Linked DNA regions of Mus musculus: region 2 is linked to region 1. A link is a contact called in public promoter capture Hi-C data. All regions are on one chromosome and are shown on one strand. Each heading gives the region's core, a stretch centred on a gene start, on an enhancer-like site or on the middle of the called end of the contact. The rest is flanking DNA. Distances are from core to core; before and after follow the strand shown. Region 1 holds the start of Angptl6 (angiopoietin-like 6). Region 2 holds the start of Prkcsh (protein kinase C substrate 80K-H).

The links. Promoter capture Hi-C pulls out the DNA fragments that hold promoters and counts their contacts.
Region 2: a promoter capture Hi-C map of liver shows a contact between it and region 1, with 5 times the contacts expected there. The contact joins the promoter of Prkcsh here to the promoter of Angptl6 in region 1. A contact is called at or near these places in 3 of 39 promoter capture datasets (liver, neutrophils and pre-B cells), 1 of 484 Hi-C or Micro-C datasets (CD8 T cells) and 3 of 9 other capture datasets (adipose tissue, liver and macrophages).

What each region holds. Positions count from the first base shown.
Region 1 is chr9:20,878,209-20,882,228 of GRCm38.p6, reverse strand. It overlaps Angptl6 (angiopoietin-like 6), which reads left to right and starts at 2,519. Exons shown (of 6, transcript NM_145154.2): 1 at 2,519-2,626; 2 at 3,626-4,020. The coding sequence starts at 3,635.
Region 2 is chr9:22,000,957-22,005,098 of GRCm38.p6, reverse strand. Prkcsh (protein kinase C substrate 80K-H) reads right to left here and starts at 2,111. Exons shown (of 18, transcript NM_008925.2): 1 at 2,011-2,111; 2 at 1,562-1,700; 3 at 1,306-1,422; 4 at 506-601; 5 at 351-408. The coding sequence starts at 1,640. Ccdc151 (coiled-coil domain containing 151) reads left to right here and starts at 2,465. Exons shown (of 13, transcript NM_029939.3): 1 at 2,465-2,853. The coding sequence starts at 2,625.

The DNA.
Region 1 (4,020 bases), core at 1,270-3,769:
CTGTCTAGGTAGATTTCTTTGTATCTTGCAGGAAATTGGTCTGAAAGATTCGATGAGACCCTTGAGGCCCTGAGAGCGGCTGTTCTCAGGATCAACTCGATACGAGTGGACCTGTCATTGACAGAGGGTCTCTCCTCCTGGATTTCATCTGCTTTTTCTTATTTTAAGGAATGGGTGGGGTGGTTTTGTTTGCTGCTGCCATCTGCTGTGGACTTGTGTTTATGCTCTGGTTAGTTTGCAAGCTCAGAACCCAACAAAACCGTGACAAGGTCGTTATCGCTCAAGCACTTGCAGCCATTGAACAAGGGGCCTCCCCTGAAATTTGGCTGTCCATGCTTAAGACCTAAATGGCATCTGAGTTCTCTGCTATTGCGTCCCACGGATTTGTGGATACATTGCACTGGGATGTGAGAGACTCAACGCTCATTGATCAGCACTTACACCTCGCTGAGGTTTACTAATTCGTTTTTTGGCTGGCCTCTTTTATAGAGTTCGCCCTAGGTCATTTAGCAGTTACTGTCACACAGTACTGCGGTATTCAGAGACGGGCAACTTTCCTCATGCACAGACCAACCTAAGACACGGGACCCCGTGGCGATAGGGTTACCCTATGACAGGAAAGGACTGACCTGTCATAGGGTAACCTGTCATTCCTGGAGGAATGACCTAAGACAGGAGCCACAATAGATGGACATGACTGCAGAGGCCTAGACCAGCCTCAAATTTTAATAAAATAAAAAGGGGGAGATGTGGAGAGCCGTGCCATGAGCAATCGCCATTATAAAATGGCACTGGCTTCCACTGCGCCTAACTAGTTAACAAGCCTTATGCGCAAGTGCAAGAGTGAACTCACGCCTATCACTGCCCATCTCGCAGTGTAGTAATGGGGTGATGGGCGAGCAACGAATCAGGAGCTGTCACACCACATCAGGTGCTGAAACGTCACGCTGTGGGCTATACAAGCAGCGCCATTTCCCCGGTTCGGGGTCTTCCCTCCTGATAAGTAAGCAATAAAAGCTTTGCCGCAGAAGATTCTGGTTGCAGGATTGGGGGCAGGGTGTGCCAGGTTGGGACTGAGGGATGCTGGGAGAACTTAGAAGCCAGGTCTGAGCTGGGCAGTGGTGGCGCACGCCTCTAATACCAGCACTCAGGAGGCAGAGGCAGGCGGATTTCTGAGTTTGAGGCCAGCCTGGTCTACAAAGTGAGTTCCAGGACAGCCAGGGCTACACAGAGAAACCCTGTCTTGAAAAACCAAAGAAACAAAAAAGAAAGAAAGAAAAAAAAAGAAGCCAGGTCTGCTTTGGTATGCAAAACATGTGCATGCTCGCGTGTGTGTGTGCACACACACACACTGTCCCCTGTCCCAGGGTCTGAAGCCAAACAAAAAGGTCACTCCTCTGCTTCCTGCTTATGTGTAGCATGCAAGCTCTCAGCTACTGCTCCAGGATCATGTTTGTCTATCTGTCTGTCTGCTGCCATGCTCCCTGTCATAATGGTTATAGACTCACCCTCTGAAACTGTAACCAGGCCCCCAATTAAATGCTTTCTTGTATAAGTTGGTCATGGTGTCTCTTCACAGCAGAAGAACCATGACTAAGACAAGGATCTAAAGCAAAGAGCCTCGGACAGCTCCAAAACTTGCTGGGTAGCATATGGACAGAAACATCTTGTCTGACAAGAAAGCCAACATAGTAATGAGAGCATCTGCAGGCAGGAGCCAGGAGAAGACTAACGACTAATAAGTCAACATAAAACAACCCTCAGATAAAATCTTCCTCCGCAATGTTCCCTTTTGTGTCCTCTAACATTCCAAGCCCCCTGCCCCTCGTACAATCTCCATTTCTCTAGTAAAGGACTGCCTGCTCTGTTGAGCTGATGCTGGCTTTTATTTCCATGTTGCCTTCATCAGTTCCGATCTAACACCCACTCCCACTCCCTTTTAAGACAGGGGCTCACTGGCTGGCTTGGAACTCACAGAGCTCCAACTGCTGCTGCCTCCCAGGTACTGTGATTAAGTCTGTGCTACCACATCCTAAGGTTTTGTTTCTTCTGGCAATATTGGGTACCAAGGACTTTGTAAGTGTCCTACTACTGAGCTACACCCCCAGCCCCTCACTGGGGGATTCTAGGCAGGGGCTCACACCTCTACTGGCTGCTGGGGTTAAATGAGAAAGTTTTACCCCTTTAAGGGTGTCCCCAGCGCCAGGCATCAGGGTACTCACTGATACATCATCATTGTCATGGTTGTCTGAGTCTGGAGCCCACAAGTCTACCAGGGCCTAGGGCCTCCCATGCTCTGTGAGCCTGAGAGAAAGGAAGAGACTCGTAGGGCAGTGGCCTCTGTTATCATGCTCCGGAGGCCTGGGCAAGGGGATCTGGCTATTCTGCCCAGGGTTCTCACACTGGAAATACTAAATATTTACACTTGCTGTGCTCCCAGGCTCCATCCATGCTCTGGGGGATGGGTGGTTTCCAAGTCTTCTCTCGGCTTCTGTCTTTTCAGTCTCCTGCACCCAGATACTCACCCAGAAGGACTCCCGGTCCTTCGTCCTGGTCCTTCAGGCCTTCCTCAGATTTTGTGGAATTGCCGCAAACCTCACTGGAGCCAGCGTCTGGGCTGTGAGAGGTGAGAGTGGGTAGGAGTGGATGTAGGTAGATGCTGTTTGTAGAGTGCATCTGGTCTTGATTGTGTGTGTACGGGTGTGTATGTATGTTGTCTATGTATGTGCATGTATATGTATGTGCGTATGTATGTATGTGTATGTGTGTGTGTGTGTGTATACGTTGTGTGTGGGGGGGCACAGGGAGGCTCCCAGGTCTCTCATTTACTCCAAGCTTGCCAACGAAGGCGGCCACATGTGCCCAAGACTGCCCAGTGCTTGGGAGCTGACGCCTGATGAGCAGCCACTGTAGTTGATGTACCTTGCCTCTAGCTCAGAAGTTTCCACGGCTCTCTCACTTCCCTTCTATGCCACCCCACAGGCCTCTTTGCTATGTCTTCTTTTCAGCACATCTGAAATGAGATCCAATTCCAGGACCTTTGCACTTGTGGTTTCTTCTGAGCAGGTCCAAGTGTGTGCCCGAGTGCCTGGGAGTGGTGGCATAGGGCCCTGGGTGTGAATTCTGCAGGGCAGGAGTGGGGAGTCACGAATATTAACCTGGTATGGTGGCACACACAAGCCATCTAGGGATGAAGAGGCCCAGGCAGTAGCATCCTAACCTAGTTCGGTAACAGACTGGGCTACTAGTGACACCATGTCTCAAATTAGAAAAGAGGGGCCCAGCATGAGTGATGGATGTTCCATCCCCTGCACGCCCCGCCCCCCACGCAAAATGGAAGTTTTCTCTTTAAGTGGGGGCCACCGAAGGTTCTGAGGGGAGAGGTGACCAGGTCCAAGTGTCCGGAACCGAGGATGGAGAGGGATTTGGGGTGTAAAATGATTCTGGTTGTTGTATGAACTGTGGTAAACGGACAATCTGCGCTGCGAGCTGCAGCCCAGCTCTGTTGTGGAGTACAACCGTAGGAAGTGACGCCCAGGGATCAATACTTTAGCTCTCCTTGGCTACCTTGGAGCTTTGGGACCCGTCTAGGCTAAAACAGTAGTCTCTTTCCTCTTCACTGCAGGTGACGGCCATGGGGACCGCCAGGCTACGCAAGCTGCAACTGCTGCTTCTGCTGGGCGCTTGGAGGGCGCTCGGAGGTGCCGCGCGTTGCCGCGTCACCCTAGTTTTGTCCCCGCAGAAGGCAACTAGCGCCGTCTGCAGGAGCTCAGAAGCCACCCAAGACAGCGAACTGGCCACGCTGCGCATGCGCCTGGGTCGCCACGAGGAGCTGCTGCGCGCGCTGCAAAGGCGTGCGGCGGAGGGTGGTGCGCTCGCGGACGAGGTGCGCGCACTGCGCGAGCACAGTCTCACCCTGAACACGCGCCTGGGCCAGCTGCGCGCGCAATTGCAGCAGGAGGCGAGGGCGGAGCCTGACCTGGGGGCGGAGCCTGCTGCTGCACTTGGTTTGCTAGCCGA
Region 2 (4,142 bases), core at 862-3,361, 1.1 Mb before region 1:
CTTATAGGAGGTTAAGGAAGGAGGCGCTGACTGGGCCCCCAGAGGAAGAGCCTGTATCTCTAAAGAAACTAGGGAGGAGCTGGAGAGACTTCACTAGCTGATCTTCCTTCCAGAGGACCTGAGTCTGGACTCTAACTCCAGCTCCAGGGGGTCACACGCCCTCCCCTGACCTCAGCAGATGCTACCCCTCTCACACGCACATAACATAAAAGTAAACCTGCCTCCCTAGTGCTGGGCCTGCAGACCTGTGCCGCCACACTCAGTAAGTGACAATCTTAAAAGGCAAAGGCGAGGTGAAAAAGTAAGCGGACAGGGAAGCAGCCTGACTTCCAGGTAGGGGCCCCACCCACCTGCAGGTGTTCTCGCAGACCGTGCCGCTGTTGTACTCGTCTGTGCCATCACAGCAGTCTGAAGCAAAGGTAAGGGCCAAGAGCAGAGTGGGTGAGGTCTCCCCCTGGCTGGCCCGACCTTCCCCAGATCCTGGGAGGACCCGCACTGCACTTACCACATACCCCATCATTGACCCGGCTGGAGAGGATGTACAAGGGCTTGTACCCAGTGTTGGTGCAGTGAAAGCTGCCATTGGGACAAGCAGCTGTGCCTACAGGAAAAAAAAAAAGTTTGATGCGTGTTCCCCACGCCACATTTGTTTGTGGGGGGCTCCAGCAAAGTAAGTGTAACTCGGGTGTGGTGGTGCACGTCTGTAATCCCAGCACTCTGGTGGTGATCACAGGATAACCCGTGGTCCAGGTCATTCTCAGCTACACTGTGTGCTCAAGGCCAGGCTGGGCCACCAGAGACTGTGTCTCCAGAACAAAAATAAACTAAAGCACAACCAAGAAGAAACTGTATCTTCAGGGGCCAGCAACACAATCCTCCAGTATTCCCCAGCTTCTCCGGAGGCCCTTCAAAAAGGCCAGGCAACTCCCCTCCACTCCTCTTTGCCTTCATCAATCCCTAGAAGGCCATTCAGTTTCCCTCCTCCTCCCACTTCTGAGAGGGTCTTCTGTTGGCTCTTCCTGACTCGAAACCTCACCTCCTCCTGAATGCCATTCATGGTTCCTGCAATGACATTTGCTGACTTGGTCATACACCTGGACATTTGTTCCTTTGATAGGGAATGGAAACCAGGACTGGCACCTACAAACACTGCCCCTCAGCTAATCCAAGCCAACAGGGATCTTGTTTCTGTGCCTGCTTCTGCTCACTGAGCAGGAAGCAACAGGAGAGTGAGATCCAAGTTCTTTGGGGCATCTGCGCTTAGCAGGCTCATTTAATGGGCGATGGGCAAATGCAAACGCTCACCAGGCTCATCTGAACCGTCCTTACAGTCGCAGTAGTCGTCGTTCACCTGATCGAATGGGATGGTGGCTGTGCCGTCCAAACAGGTGAAAGGTTTAGATTCTTCATAGAAGTGATGGTCTGGTGAGGGAAACAAGAAGCTCTGCTCAGATCTTAAATAAATATTACCTCTGTCCCACTCACTCACCAGCTGAAATGCTACGGGAAACGGAGGAAAAAGGCTGAAACGCCCCTCCCGATGCACAAAGAAGAGACTCACTGCTGAGGGAAACGCCCCGGGGTCTCTTAACTTCTACAGCCCAACAGAGGGGTAGTAGTAGTAGCAGCAGCAGCAGCATCCCGTCCGGGCCGAGACCGGAAGTGTGTTATGCGGCAGGAAGATACGCGATGGCCTCTCACTGTAGGAAAGAATGAAGAAGCATCTAATCATTGGGAGAAGGCAGCTTACCCAAGACCGGCCTCACCACTGCTTCCGGAAAAGGAGGGCACAATCGGAGTTGGAAGTGCAAGGGCAAGGGGCGTCTCTCCGCCCCGAGCCAGTGGAAGAGTCTCAAAGTGAACTCAAAACCATAGGTCTCTCGGTAAAGAGGTGAAATGGGCAACTCCCGCCAAAGGTTCAAAGGATTTACGATCCCTCCACACCACCCACCCTGCTGCAACCTATAAGAAACTAGGGTGCCTTCCTCCCATCGCTACTTCATCACCTACGCGAGGTAGAGGCAAAGGTCAATAGCCACCACACCAGGTTAGCTCAGCAGCCACGGTTCCTGCAGTAGAATAAGAGAACGGAACGCTCCGGATACGTCACTTCCGTTTTGCTCATCCCTCTTGGCGAACGGCAACTCCGGGACGCCATGTTAGGAGTGGCAAGAGTGCGTGTGCGGGCGCTGAGGCGGCCATCTTGAGTAGGAACATGAAGACCTAACCTTAGAACAGATCGGAAGTGTAGCGCTTAATGGCGGCGTAACGTGCCTCCATCTTGGGAGTGGCGGGTTACTGGCCACTGCCAGCGAACACGCAGGCGTCACGTGACCGCTACGCTCGCGCCTCTCTTTCGCTGGGCCTCTTTGTGGGACCGCCCCTCCGAACCGAGTCAGCCAATAAGAGCAGTGGAGTGTAACGCGGGCGGTTTCCTTGGGAACGTGGGCGGGGGGAGGAAGTTACTTAGCAACCGGGAGATGCTAAGAGGCCCGCAGCCAGGCAGTTAGCAGAAGTGCATTCCCAGAGCCTAGGGAACCAGCGTTTAGGATCCTGGATTATAGAGGCCAACTTGTAGTTATTCTCCTACCCCTTAGAGGCTTCCCGACCTTAACCCGATCACCATGACGTCCCCCCTGTGCTGGGCAGCCGCGACCACCACGGTGACTAGCCCGGAGCAAGCTCCAGCGCCCTCTTCCAAAGCCAAAGGCAGTAAGGTTCACCGAAGCAAGTCTATGGGCCGGGCACAGGCCTGGCCTGCACATCATCCCAAGTCAGCAACCTCCTTCCATGCAATGAAGTCTTCTGTGCACGCACAGGTGCTTGAGTTACAAAGAAAAATCCAACTGTTAGGTAAGTATGGCTGCAGACTGCACCGAAGGATCCGGGATCAACCGTGCCCACCAGGTCTTCTGAGTAGGCGCTATGTGTTTCTCCAGCACGAGTCTATGTGACCAACTTGAAACAAACACTCAAATCTTATCTTTCTTTCCCATTTCTTTGTACTATTACCTCTTCTAATGTGCATATGGGTGAGTGAAAAGCACAGATTCTAGAGTTTGTTTTTCTTTATTTATTGTTCTGTTTTGCGTTTCTGTGGGCAGAGTGCAGTACTCTCAGATGCCAGGAGAAGGCATTGGATCCCTTGGAGCTAGAGTTACAGGTGTTTATGAGCTGACCAATGTGGGTGCTTGAGACTAACAACCTTCCTCGCTCTGCAGGAGCAGCAAATGTCCTTAACCACTGAGCCATTATCCCTCCCACCCAAATTTTATTTATTTATTAAATTATTTTTGAGAGTTAGCCTCATGTGGCCCAGGCTAGCTTGAACTCAAAGGAGACCTAGCTCCACCTTTTTGGGTGATTGGCATGTGCCACCATGCGGGCATCATGCGGTGCTGAGGCTGGAACCCAGGGCTCTATTCATGCTACTCAAGCACTTTGCTGAGTTATATCTTCAGCCCAAAGAGAGTTTGTTTCTCTGGGGTCTGAATCCTTGCTCTGCATAAAAGTTGTTTGATCTTGGGGAACTTAGAGTCATCTAATTGTACTCAGTTTTTCCACCTGTAAAATGGGCATAGTAACTGCACAGGTAGTACTTGACATTCATAAAATGCTCATATAGTGCATTGTTAAGTAGTAGAAAGTAAAAACTAGTGGCTTCCCTGGAGGGGGAGGAGATAATGCTGCCCTTCCCAGAGACTATTTAGCAATGTCTGCAGACTTTTTTATCATTTTGCTGAATGCAGGAGGGTACTACTCCAGTTTATTAGGCATAGGCGAGGAGAAGGCTTTACATGTTATTAGGCCTAATACAGCCCCCACAGCAAAGAATTATCAAGACCAAATATTGCTTATGCCACAGTTTGGAAAAGCCTACTGTGATTTTGCTCATATTATTAAGAAGAAATCTTAAACCTGATAGTGGTGACATACGTCTTTTTTCTCAGTACTCAGCATGCAGGAGGCAGAGGCAGGCAGATCTCTGAGTTCAAGGCCAACCTTGTCTATAGAGTGAGTTCCAGGACAGCTAGGGCTACAAAGAGAAACCCTGTCTCAAAAAAAAAATGAAAATAAATAAATACATAAAAAATAAAAATACTGTAAATTAGACATGGTGGCCCATGTCTGTATTGAACACT